2 separate regions of the Mus musculus genome follow, and region 1 is linked to region 2. The links are chromatin contacts, called in public promoter capture Hi-C maps. All regions are on one chromosome and are shown on one strand. The core of a region is the stretch at or near the end of the contact, and the rest is flanking DNA. Distances in the headings are between cores, read along the strand shown.

Region 1 (5,765 bases), core at 3,170-5,669, 160 kb before region 2:
CACAATATAGCTGGGTCCTGCTGTGTTGCGCACACATACCTGTGAACTGAGCAGCTTCAGGTACTGGGAGTTCATGCTTTGGTAGAGGCGGCGGTACTGTAAATTCACCAAGAAGCTGCCGGGGACATGTGCATAGGATGCGGGGGGGAAAAAGAACAAAACAGGGAAATGAGGGGGACAGTCAACAGGTGGGACCTCCCCAGTTCCCAACTTTGGGTGTATCAGCTCTCTAGGACTTGCTTATCTGAACCAGAGCTGGAGATACGTGGGCATAATTTTTTTGGTTGTTTCAGTGACTGGGATACAACCAGTGCTTAGTGTTTAGGGACCGGCAGGTGTCAGTGTAACGGCAGGTAATGACGGAGCAAGGCACTGTCCATCAGGAAACACTTAACTGGGCTCTGATGAGCTAGGGTTACCCTTTTACTTAAATGGGCCATAGGATGAACTGGGCAGCTCCAGGTGGCAATGGAGCCATATTGGGGACAGCGCCTACTCATTAAATGTCAGAGATAACTGGTTGTCAATCAGCTGGGGGTCAAGGCTGTTAAACATCCTGAACAACTCATTCTCATCCCAATGTCCATATCACACACACCCCCGCCCCCCCGGCCCCCTCCCCCCCCGAGAAGCCCTATTTACAGAAGCCCAGCTGGTGGCCATCACCTGCACCGTGAGTGGCCAAAGAAGCTCACTTGCACATGTCCCAGCGGGGCAGCGACTCGGGGATGTGGAGAGCCTTCCGAACATAGGGGTTGTTGAGGTAGTTGGAAGGGGCTGTGGTGTTGGTGCAGGGAGGATCCAAGCGTACCTTGTCCCCAGAACGCATCAGTGCCTGGGGGGGGGGGTAGGGAGGGCATGGACATAGGATGAGAGGGGCTTTAATTCTCTAGCCCACCAGCTCCCCCAAGGGAGAGCTCATACCCCCGCATACCTCAGGAAATCTCCGCTTAAGTGGCAGGCGAGTGAAGATGTTGCCAAAATCCTGGACTACAAGTGTGTCCTCATATCTGTCAGAAATAGACAGAGAGACAAACGGACAAAAATGGTAGGATGGGTTCCGGGCCTCTAGAGGCAGCAGGTATTAGCCCAAGGCATACCCAGCAGCACCTACCTATGTCTGCCGGGCACCCCACCAGCACACGGAGCATAGAGATTGTAGATGTTGAGGCCAGATTTGCCCACAATTCGAGACACTTCCAGGAGCTGTGAAGACAAACGGCCCTGTTTGTCGAATCCATGTCCCTCCGGACCTCCCCTGCTCACTCTCAGGATTAAGTGTCTCCCTACCTCATCTCCCGACACCACCCTTCACCTACTGTTTTTCTCAGGTAGAATGGTCATGGAAGGAATCTCCCAGATCTGGGTCCAGCCCTAACTCGACTATTCCCTGCCACGTGACTTAAGGCAAGCAAGCGGCTGAAGCAGCCTTGACTCCAGTTTCCTCACTGGACTTCCCAGAGGAGGCCGCAGTATCGGAAGGTTTGGGACAGAAAAGCCGACGGGATGAGCTGGAGCGATAGCCCAGTTGGTAGAGTGCTTGTCTTGCATGCATGAGGCCCCGTGTTCAATCCCCAAGTACTGCCATAAAGGGAAGCCATGGAGCTGGGGAGCGAGGTTGCCAAGGAGGGGCTTGTGGGATCCCTTTCTCAGGACTGGGGTCCAAGGGCAGGAGCTCACATTGTTTACACACTCTGGGTCTTTGTTGTCATAGAAGTTACACTTGTTCTGAGCGCAGCAGTGGGTCTGCAGTGAAGTCCAAAGTCTGTGGATCAGAAAGGGCTGAGGCTGAGGCTGGCTCGAGATGCTAGGAGATGCAGTGGCCTCCCTCCCATCATACCCTGACCTCTGGAGGCAGGTAGGAAAGATGTGGAGGCTACCAAACCTAGTTTCCAACGATTTGCCCCCTAGTTCATAGAAGTAGCCCCTCCCAGTGCCTTTTTTTTTTTTTTTTTTTTTTTAAAAGATTTATTTATTTATTATATGTAAGTACACTGTAGCTATCTTCAGACACTCCAGAAGAGGGAGTCAGATCTCATTACGGATGGTTGTGAGCCACCATGTGGTTGCTGGGATTTGAACTCTGGACCTTCAGAAGAGCAGTCGGGTGCTCTTAACCACTAAGCCATCTCGCCAGCCCTCCCAGTGCCTTTTTTAAAAAGTAGAAAAAAAATGTTCTTGAGAGTTTTTTTTTTTACATAACCTGGGCTCAAATACTAAACTCACTATGTAGCACAGGCTAGCCTAAAAGTCAGGATTCTTCTGCCCGTTTTCAAGTGCCAGGTTACAGGTGTGTATCACCATGTCTAGCTGCCTTAGTTTCTTTAAACCCTAGGCTTGGCCTTTAAAGCATCAAGCCCTTTGGTCAATTCCAGCTCCGGCCTACACATAAACCAGAGTGGGAATCCTGTGCTGAGATCGTATGACCTGCCCCGCCTTAGACATTGCCCAACGGTCCCTCTTCCTTTACCTGTTCCCCAGAAGGCCATGGTAGTAGGCAAAGTAGACCAGGGAGTTGTCGTTCTGCTCATAGGAGGCAAGTCCATTGCCCACAGCCAGCCCCTGCGAAACACGAAGCATGCTCGGCTCATCCGAAGGGCGAGAGCGAGGGGGAGCCTCCCTTGACCTACAACCCAGACCTGCAATCTAGAAGCTGAGTAGTTTGTGGGGGTGGGTGGGTGGGGAAGGTCATTCACTCTAAAGAACAGAAGTGGCACCCTGACAGACAGACAGGTGAGCTTCCTGTGGTGGGAGGCAAAGCAAGCTATCGGAGTAGCCAGTGGCCAGCCAGTAGGCTGTGAGGGAGCGGCCAGGCTGACCTCCCTAATCCTAGGTCACAGCACTGTGGGGCCTCCCTTCCCTCAGGTAGCTGCCCTGCACCTGAAGATTCATGCTAGGATCCTGCATGACCAGTACAGCCAAGGTGGGGATGTAGATGCCAGCATAGCTCTCTCCTGTCAGGAAAAGTTTGTTGTCCTTGTATTCCGGAAAGAGGCGGAAGAAGTCTTTAAGGGCTTCATAATTGTTCTCCGCCACCTGAGGATGCCAAGATGGAAGAGTCAGGAGACCCGAGGACGTTTAAGTTAGAAAGCGCTTCAGAGATAATGAGTTCAACCCATTTTATTTTGTATAAGAGGAAGTGGACTGGTTGAGTTTACCAGAGCACATGACAGGGCTCAAAGTGGACTCTGAGGCCATGCTCTCCTCCTAATCAAGCCATCTCTGGGGAAACGGGGAATGGGGCAGGTGGTCAGGCAACAGACTCACCTCTGTGTCATTGGTCACGTACATCTTGTCATCCGAGTAGGAGAAGCCCACCCCAGCTGGGGACTCGATATACAGCACGTTGGCAATCTAGGGGGAGGAGGGAATGAGCAGAAGAGGGGGTCCCCAACCCTTCAAGTACCCAGACATCCCTAAGAGACCCACAGCTCCAGGAGTACCAGGTTCCAAGCATAGGGGTTGTACTCCAGGGTGACACCATCTGGCTGGATCTGGGGAGGAAAGACAGAGAGGCCTGTGAGGGTGCCGGTTAGCAGCTGGGTGGAGAGAAAGAGCCACAGTGCGTTTCCGTATTCTCACACTCCATGAGAGGTACGGAAAGTTAGGGCAAGGGCCACCACATAAAACAGAATTGTTAAGGAAAGCAAACTTAGGCCACAGGTTCCTTCTCCCCTTCCCCTTCCTGCCTTTTCCTTGAGCTGTCTCTAACTAGTCTCCTGCCCTCTCTCATGGGGGAGGGGGATAGTGGTCAACTCACCAGAAAGGGGCCGTGCTCTGTAAGCAGCCCATCGAGCGAGCTGCAGCCGGGACCCCCGTTAAGCCAAAGCACCACGGGGCTGTTCTTTGGGTCGTTCTGCGACTCCACAAACCTGGGAAGGATAGGAAAGGATTGGTGTGAGTCCAGGTCCTGCCTGGGGTCGTTAGAATTCGCTCGTCCAGTTATCATGCCCTCCTAGGAACTTTAGGGCCAAGCCAAGCACCAGTAGTGGAAGTGCTTGGAGTCCGATGCTCTGAGGTAGCCGGAGTATTGCCGGAAAGAGGGCTGCTTGGCCAGGCCGGGGAGACAATCGATTTCATCCTGGTCCGGAGCTGCTTCGTTCCGGGACGCCCAGGACAGGAGCAGCAACAAGAGCAGTGGAGACAGCGCGGTTCCGGGCATCTGCAGGAGGAAGCATCGGTGGAGGATGTTTGTTTACCAGTCCCCCCAGATCCCTTGCGCTTCGGTGCAGCAGTTCCTGGGGAGACGATGGCGCACATCTCCGGGAGAAGCCCCCGCTCGGATCCAACTCCGGGCCACAGAGCCACCTTCGCTGCCCACCAGTTTGGGCATCTCCGTACCTCTGCTTCCTTGCGTCCTTGCTCTCCAGGAGGCGCCTTTGGACTGGAAGTCATGTGTAGCTCTGGTCACGTGAGCATCTGCATCACGTGACAGTTTGCTCATTGTTCACTTTTTTAATCTGTGGGCCTGAGGGTCGGGAGTGGTCAAAGTGCGTGGCCCTGAAGGTTATTAGTCAGGGTGCCAGAGATCAGGTGATCTTGGTGTTGACAGAAGGGTTCCCCAGGCTCCTGGGGACCCCTTACTGGTGACAAGCGAGAAAGCGGCGCTAGGACCCCCAGGCAGAGCTGGGGGAAGTTAGAGAAGGGGGAAATGCCTTACATGGTTCATCCACCCCGCCCCCGCGGTCACAATCTGAGCCCGCTGCCCAAAATAGCCCTTGGCATGAGCTGCCCTGTTGCACGGCTTGGAGATGGCTGCTCCCTCCGAACACGTAGGACTGGGTGGCCCACGGAGCCCTGCGCGCCCAGAGCCCCCTCCCACCCGCTTCCACCAAGTGCATGGAGCCAACATCCGCATGGACCCCTCAGGAACGCGAGCCACACGCGTGGAGAGTTTCGCCCACGGTGTGTGCTTCAGTCGTGAGCCCCTGGCCCCCGGCCAGGTATTTCTAGTGGAAATTGAGGAAAAAGAGCTGGGCTGGTGCGGGCACTTACGTCTTGGCCTGACCGCTCTGGATCCCGCCAGTCTGGCCGCTGTACCCGAGTTTTCACTGCCTGACTTGGTCAGCCTTGGCCACAGTTGGGTCTTCGCTATCACACGCCACCACAACCGTGTGCCCCGGGAAGGTCAACCAGAAGCGGAGGCAGCGGTCCCCAGTGGTCCCCAAGCCCTACTGGTTGAACCCTATCTGCGCATCGAGCAGTTCCGAATTCCCCGGGACCGTCTGGTGGGCCGCAGCCGGCCAGGGCTTTATAGCCACCTCTTAGATCAGCTCTATGAACAAAACGTGCTGCCTCCTACAGCGCGCCGAAGCCGCTTGGGTGTTCTCTTCTGCCCCCGTGAGGATGGGACCGCCGACATGCACATCATCATCAACGGGGAGGACATGGGCCCTAGCGCCCGGGGGCTGCCAGCTGCTCAGCCCCTCTACGCTGTGGTAGATGTGTTTGCTTCCACCAAGAGCGTGCGTCTGGTCCAGCTGGAGTATGGCTGTAGGTATCCCACCCCTGGAGTGACCTTCTGGTTCAGTGTAGGGACGGACACCTGCTAGGACCCCACAGCCAGCTAATAAGGCCTTGCAACTAGTTTTGAAGATGCACGGTCTGCCTTGGGCACCAGCTTGTGATTTTACGCACATCACACCTTGGCTGTGGGCCCGCCTGGTATATTCATCTCCCCTAGTTGACTGAGACACCCTGCAGGTTCCTTTTGGTTTGGACGATGTGGATGTGGGCTTTTAAAAAAATATTTATTGCCGGGTGTG
Region 2 (5,897 bases), core at 3,117-5,616:
ATGATTGGCAGGTTCTGGGTAATATAAACGCAAACTTCCTGTCTTTTTGTTTATTTGTTAACTTTTGAGATGGAGTTTTCCCTGTGTAGTCCTGGAACTCATTATGAAGACCAGGCTGGCCTAGAATTCACAGAGATCCCCCTGCCTCTGCCTCCCGAGTGCTGGGATTAAAGGTGAGCACCACCACTGCCTGGCATTACAAACTTCCTAGAAGAAAACAGACAGCATCCTGACATTGATCTGGGTATGTGTCATATTGTTCTCGTAATAGTCAGAAACTGGAAACATCCTACATATACCTGAGTGAGGTAACCCAGACCCAGAAAGCCACACATGTTATGCACTCACTGATAAGTGGATATCAGACATAAAGTCCAGGATAACCCACAGACCCAAATAAGCTAAGTTACAGTGCAGGGGATGGACCTCTGACACCCACACACATTTGTAAAAGATGTGCCGCTTGTCTGCATATGAGTCCCCTAAAAATTGAAAAGCCGACTGTGTCTGACTCTATTGCTTGTCCTTGGACCCCCTGCCCCCCTAGCTGTGCTGCCTTGTCTGGCTTCAGTGGGAGAGGATGCCCTTAGTCCTGCTGCGACTTGATGAGCCGGGGAGAGTTGGCACCCATGTTGGGGCTTCCCCTTCTCTGGGGAGGAACCGAGGGGGTAGTGCAGAAGGGATGTGTGAGGGTCAAACTGGACGGAGAGAAGGAAGGGGATGGGATGTGAATGAATAGATAAATAAAACTATATCCTAAAATTATGGGGGAAAACCCCAAAACGAAAGCTTTGTTTTCTAAGTGTTCAGGGAGGCGGTGGCCAGTTTGGGATCTGAAGGGAGGTTGTACAACATTTTTAAAGGATGGGAACACAAATCGAGGGAGGAACTCGGGGGAGCTGCAGTGTTACCCAATTGTATTTTGACATCATGGGATCAGCAAGGGAGTACCCGTTGGAGACTGGGCGATATCCAGGGCACCTGGCTTCAAGGTCATTAATTCATTCTCCTAGACATTAGGTCTAGAGCTCAGGGTCATATAGGGATAAAGGAGCCAGTCAGCTGCATGTAGTTAATTAGGGCATAGCGGGCAATGGTTATGTATTTTTACAATTTATGCACCTTGGTTTAGATAACAGTAACTTCTGTACTCCTTATCGGTTAACAGACAATTAAGAAAACATTGGAGAAGTGAGATAGGCGTTTGTTCCTAGGCCTGGGAACATGAACTTGATTGACCCTGTCAGCAAGATGGAGAAGTTGTCCTTGGGACATCTGGACTCCTACAACTGTTTACAACAGACGCTGTTCAGCTGTGGGACGTCTCCTGCTCCCCTAGGGCCTGGGACCTTGAATTTAGTTTCTCCCTTGGAATCCAGTCTGAAAACGAAATGGTAGTACTTAGACCAAGTTTCTTTTGCTGGGTCCCAACAAACGCAACAAAGTATCTAGACGGGCAAATTCAAAAGCTTCTGTCCAGCAAACGAAGCAGCGGGGTAGAGAAGCAGCCCACAGAGGGCAAACACTTGACAATACTGACCCTGCCGGGAGCCATGGTCAGAGTGTAAAGAATGACGCCATAAGCCCTGTTAAGATGTGCAGAGAGCAGAGGCAGGCTGGAGAGATGTCTCAGTGGTGCGGAGCACTGGTTCTCTCCCAGGGAATCCTTGTTTGATTCTCAGCTCCCATATGGTGGCTCACAATCATATGCAACTCCAGCCCTAGGGGATGCCCTCTTTTGGTCTCTACAGTCATCAGGCATGCAAACCAGGCACTAACATACATATAGGCAAAACACCCAGACACATAAAATAAACAAATAAATAAGATTTAAGAGATATTCAGAGAAAGCTTTATTTGGTGACACACACCTATAATCCCAGTATTTAGGTGGACTGTGAGCTTGAGACCAGCCTGGATTACATTAATAAGACCTTGTCTAAAACAAACAACCCCAACAGTAAAATGTATTTAGAGCTAGAGAAAGAATTTACCATATTCATTACATTAAAAATATTTATAGATTTAGAGGCTGGAGAGATCTCTTAGAGTATATGTGTTGCACTTCCAGAGGACCTGAGTTCGGTTCAGGTGACTCCCAGTTGATTTTAACTCCAGCTCCAGGGGATCAGACGCCCCCTTCTGGCCTCCAGAGGCACTGCATGCATGTGGTGCACATACACACGATTCCCTGAACTCAAGTTACAGGTAGTTGTGAGTTGCATTGTGGGTGCTGGGAACAAAGCCCAGGTCCTCAGCAAGAGCAACGTGATGGTTGGAATGAGGATGGACTGTCGCAGGCCACACAGGAGGAAAACAAATGACTTCCGAACTCATGGAACACGGCCCCCTGGATAGAACCACGGTGGGTGTGCCTCAGAGAGTCACAGCCCAGCGTCTACGCCTGTGAGAACTTCATGCTGCTGTGGAGTTCTGTTCTGCTTGCTGCCCCCACCTCCCTCTTCATGTAAGCGTTGTATGAAAGCTCTAAGGGGGCTTCTAGCCCCTTGCTGGCACAGTACTAATGTTTTTCAGGCATTGCTGCTGGAGCAGATTAACAATTCAATCACCACCCTAGGAAAGAACTTAGAAATATAGATCGTCAGCTAAGACCACCATCCTTAGAAAGCGTTTAGAAGAATAAACTGCCAGTCCAGTCAGGTTAAGATGTTTTTGCTAGTGGCTCTGATGTAGGAAATCGCAGGGAGCAATGCGAAGTTCAGAAAGGCACACGTTTATTAGTTAAGCTAGGGATTTTTTTTTAAGTCAGGGAACAAGAACAATGGCAGCGTTGGCTGACTTGACTCTTTTGCTGAAGCTGAGCCGGTGATCAGGTTAATGGATTTCTTGTGCCCATTTTTTTTGCCTTCAGCTTCCTGGTATGATTTCATAAAATTTGTTGATGAGGAGACGTGCATTCTGAGGATGTAAATTAGAAATGGTTTTGAAATAAAAGTTTAGATTTGTGATGTAAATTAGAAATGGTTTTGAAATAAAAGTTTAGATTTGTGATTCTTTTAGGTTTTGATAAGATTACTTTTGAAGATAAATAATAAAATAATCGATCCCTTGTAACTGCGAATTGCTGCCTGCCAGCAAGAAAAACATGTTGAGAAAAATTTCTTTGCTCGCTCACACTTTGTTAATCTATAACGAGTTGCTTAGTTATGAATGAATATGGGCTCTTGGGAATAATGTGTTTTCTTTACCTGTACTATGTAATGTTTGTTCCTGTGAAGGTTTTGGGGAACATACTGTTTTCTCATCGTCATTCACTAGAAAAAAAATAGACCTAATCACATTGTAATTCTATACTACTTGAAAGATTTTGCTGGGATAGATAAACTGTGGGAGAAAAAAAAATAGAGTTGTCGGAGCCTGCTTGTTGACTCTTTGCTCCACCCCCCAAACATACAGAGAAGTCTGCTGAGTGGTCAATTGCTGACTCTACTCTGGGCCTCTCCTCCATGCACCCTGTGGTGTCGAAGCTGGCCTTCGACCGTGTCCTCAATGAGCTCATGTATTTGAACACTCCCCCCCCCCCCCCCCCCGCCGAGTTGTTGGTGTTGTTTGGTGATGTTTTTGGGGTGATGTGGCCTTGCTGGAGGGAGTGTGGCACTGCTCAGAGCAGTGGATGCTCTGAGTTTTTAGCCTCCGCCCACTTCTGGTTGTCCCTCTCTAGTTAATGCGTAGTTAGATCATGACTTACGTCGTGATTGTTCAGCTTCTTGGTCCTCCCTGCATGCCTGCTGCTTGCTGCCCTGCCCTCCTGCCCTGGATTCCTACTTCTCGGGAACCAAAATAAACTATTTCTCCCATAAGTTGCCTTTGGTCATGGTGTTTTATCACAGCAAAAGAAAAGCAAGAACAGTAAATACAAAACTAAAGATGATAAATGCTCTTCATCCCTGACCTGTCTGTCCAGCCTCCAAGTCTAGATTTTACATTGATATATATATATGGCACATACTGATTTCTAATCTCTCCTGGATGAGTCATTCCTCCCCACTGGCATAAAACCCGTAAGAGACATGTTAGGATGATGCTCTCAATAGAGACATCAGAAGAAAGGCAGATGGGACTTTACAAAGGCATCCCACGCTGCTTCAGAGAAACAGGGTTATAGACCTTTCTCTCACACCCACATGACCCAGGCTTCTGCATGTGATAGGGAAGGGAGTCGGGTGGGTGCATCTTGTTCTGGCTTGACCTACTCTGCCTGCAGCGAGGAGAAAAGCAGGAAACAGACACGAGGTCCTGTATGTACCCACCTTAAGATCTGAGGTAGATCTGACTCACTTCAAAGTTGCATGATCAAAGCCTAAATGAACGACATTTATTCCTGTCATTACTTGCTCTGTGAGCAGAGGTTCCACTGTCCTGGAACTGAGGAGAGAGCGCCACTAGCCAAGTGGTTATCAGCGCCTCTGGCTGAGAGGTAGGTAGAGAGGGAGGCCCTGGGTTGTGACTGGCTCTGTAGAGACTGTGATTTGGGGCTTGCTTACCAGAGGTTCTAATGCGAGACCTTTTAACACAGTTCCTCCTCAAGCTGTGGTGACCCCCCCAACCATAAAATTATACTCATTGCTACTTCATAACTGTAATCTTGCTGCTGTGATGAATCATAATGTAAATACCTGTGTTTTCTGATGGTCTTAGGCAACCCTTGTGATAGGGTCATTTGACCCACAAAGGGCTTGAGACCTGCAGATTAAGAACACCTGGTTTAAACATTTTTCTTTGCCACAGAGTGATGGTGCATGCCTTTTAATCTGAGCACTCAGAGGCAGAGGCAGAGGCAGGTGGATCTCTGTGAGTTCAAGGCCAGCCTGGTGAATTCCAGGATAGCCAGAGCTATACAGAGAAACATTGTCTCAAAAAAAGAAAAAAAGAGTTGACTCTTTAAGATGTCAAGGTCATAAGAGATGAGAGGTTTCTGGCTGTCCGGAGAAGGTGGATTACTGAAGGTAGATGCCATCGTAGTCTGTTTTATCAATGTCCGACCCAATGAAGTTGGTAAATATGTCATGTCCATGTAAGAGAATGACCTTTTGGTAAAAGACACTCACTGAAGTATTTGGAAATGAGGGCAACAAATCAAATCAAGTCTCTGTCTTTCTCCGTGACACTTCCATACATACATAAAATTGCACCTCACCCTCTTTATTTTCAAGACAGGGTCTCACTATGTAGCCCTGGCTGACCTGGAACTCCATTCATAGATCAGACTAGCTTCAAACTCACAGAGGTTGGCCTGCCTCTGCTTCCTGAGTGCTGGGATTAAAGGTGTGTGCCACCAAGCCGAGCACGTACCTTGCTCTTTTAATTTATTTTTTTTGAGATTTATTTATTTATTTTTATTTTCATGCCTGTGAGTGGTCAGCCTGCCTGTCTGACTATGCACCATGTGCATGCAGTACCTATGGAGGTCAGAAGAGGGAGCAAGATTCCTCCTAGAACTGGAGTTTTCAAAGGTTGTGAGCTGCCATGTGGGTGCTGGGAATCCAACCTGAGTCCTCTGGAAGAGCAGCCTGTGTTCTTACCCACGGAGCCATCTCTCCCTGGGCCTTGCTGATAATGTCCTCCAGGTCCTCTCCATCCCTCCTCCCTTTGCTTGTCTGGTCCTCCCTCTAAGGAGATATTTCATCTTCTCTCTCTCTCTCTCTCTCTCTCTCTCACACACACACACACACACAGGAGAGAGTGTATATAGTGTAATCTATAGTCTGTGTATAAGAGGTGATATTTAGTCTTCCTGTCCTCCATTACTCCCTTGTGTTCCCCTCCCTTCCATTAGATCTTTCCCGCCCACTCATTAATGCCTTCTGCTTTTATGCCATATATAAGCTATACATTTATCTATTACATATTATCATATTTCTTATATTATACATTAT

What was found. Capture Hi-C pulls out chosen DNA fragments and counts their contacts.
Region 1: a contact with region 2 is called in a promoter capture Hi-C map of liver. The contact joins the promoter of Ctsa here to the promoter of Wfdc11 in region 2. A contact is called at or near these places in 2 of 39 promoter capture datasets (erythroid cells and stem cell-derived epiblast-like cells), 1 of 115 datasets of contacts at active chromatin or transcription factors (pancreatic cancer cells) and 1 of 9 other capture datasets (liver).

The regions. Positions count from the first base shown.
Region 1 is chr2:164,832,427-164,838,191 of GRCm38.p6, reverse strand. It overlaps Ctsa (cathepsin A), which reads right to left and starts at 4,419. Exons shown (of 15, transcript NM_008906.4): 1 at 4,342-4,419; 2 at 3,984-4,162; 3 at 3,761-3,872; 4 at 3,444-3,494; 5 at 3,268-3,354; 6 at 2,881-3,036; 7 at 2,471-2,562; 8 at 1,681-1,765; 9 at 1,115-1,206; 10 at 935-1,010; 11 at 696-835; 12 at 40-115. The coding sequence starts at 4,395. It overlaps Neurl2 (neuralized E3 ubiquitin protein ligase 2), which reads left to right and starts at 4,596. Exons shown (of 2, transcript NM_001082974.2): 1 at 4,596-5,493. The coding sequence starts at 4,752.
Region 2 is chr2:164,672,556-164,678,452 of GRCm38.p6, reverse strand. Wfdc11 (WAP four-disulfide core domain 11) reads left to right here and starts at 4,366. Exons shown (of 5, transcript NM_001161806.1): 1 at 4,366-4,438.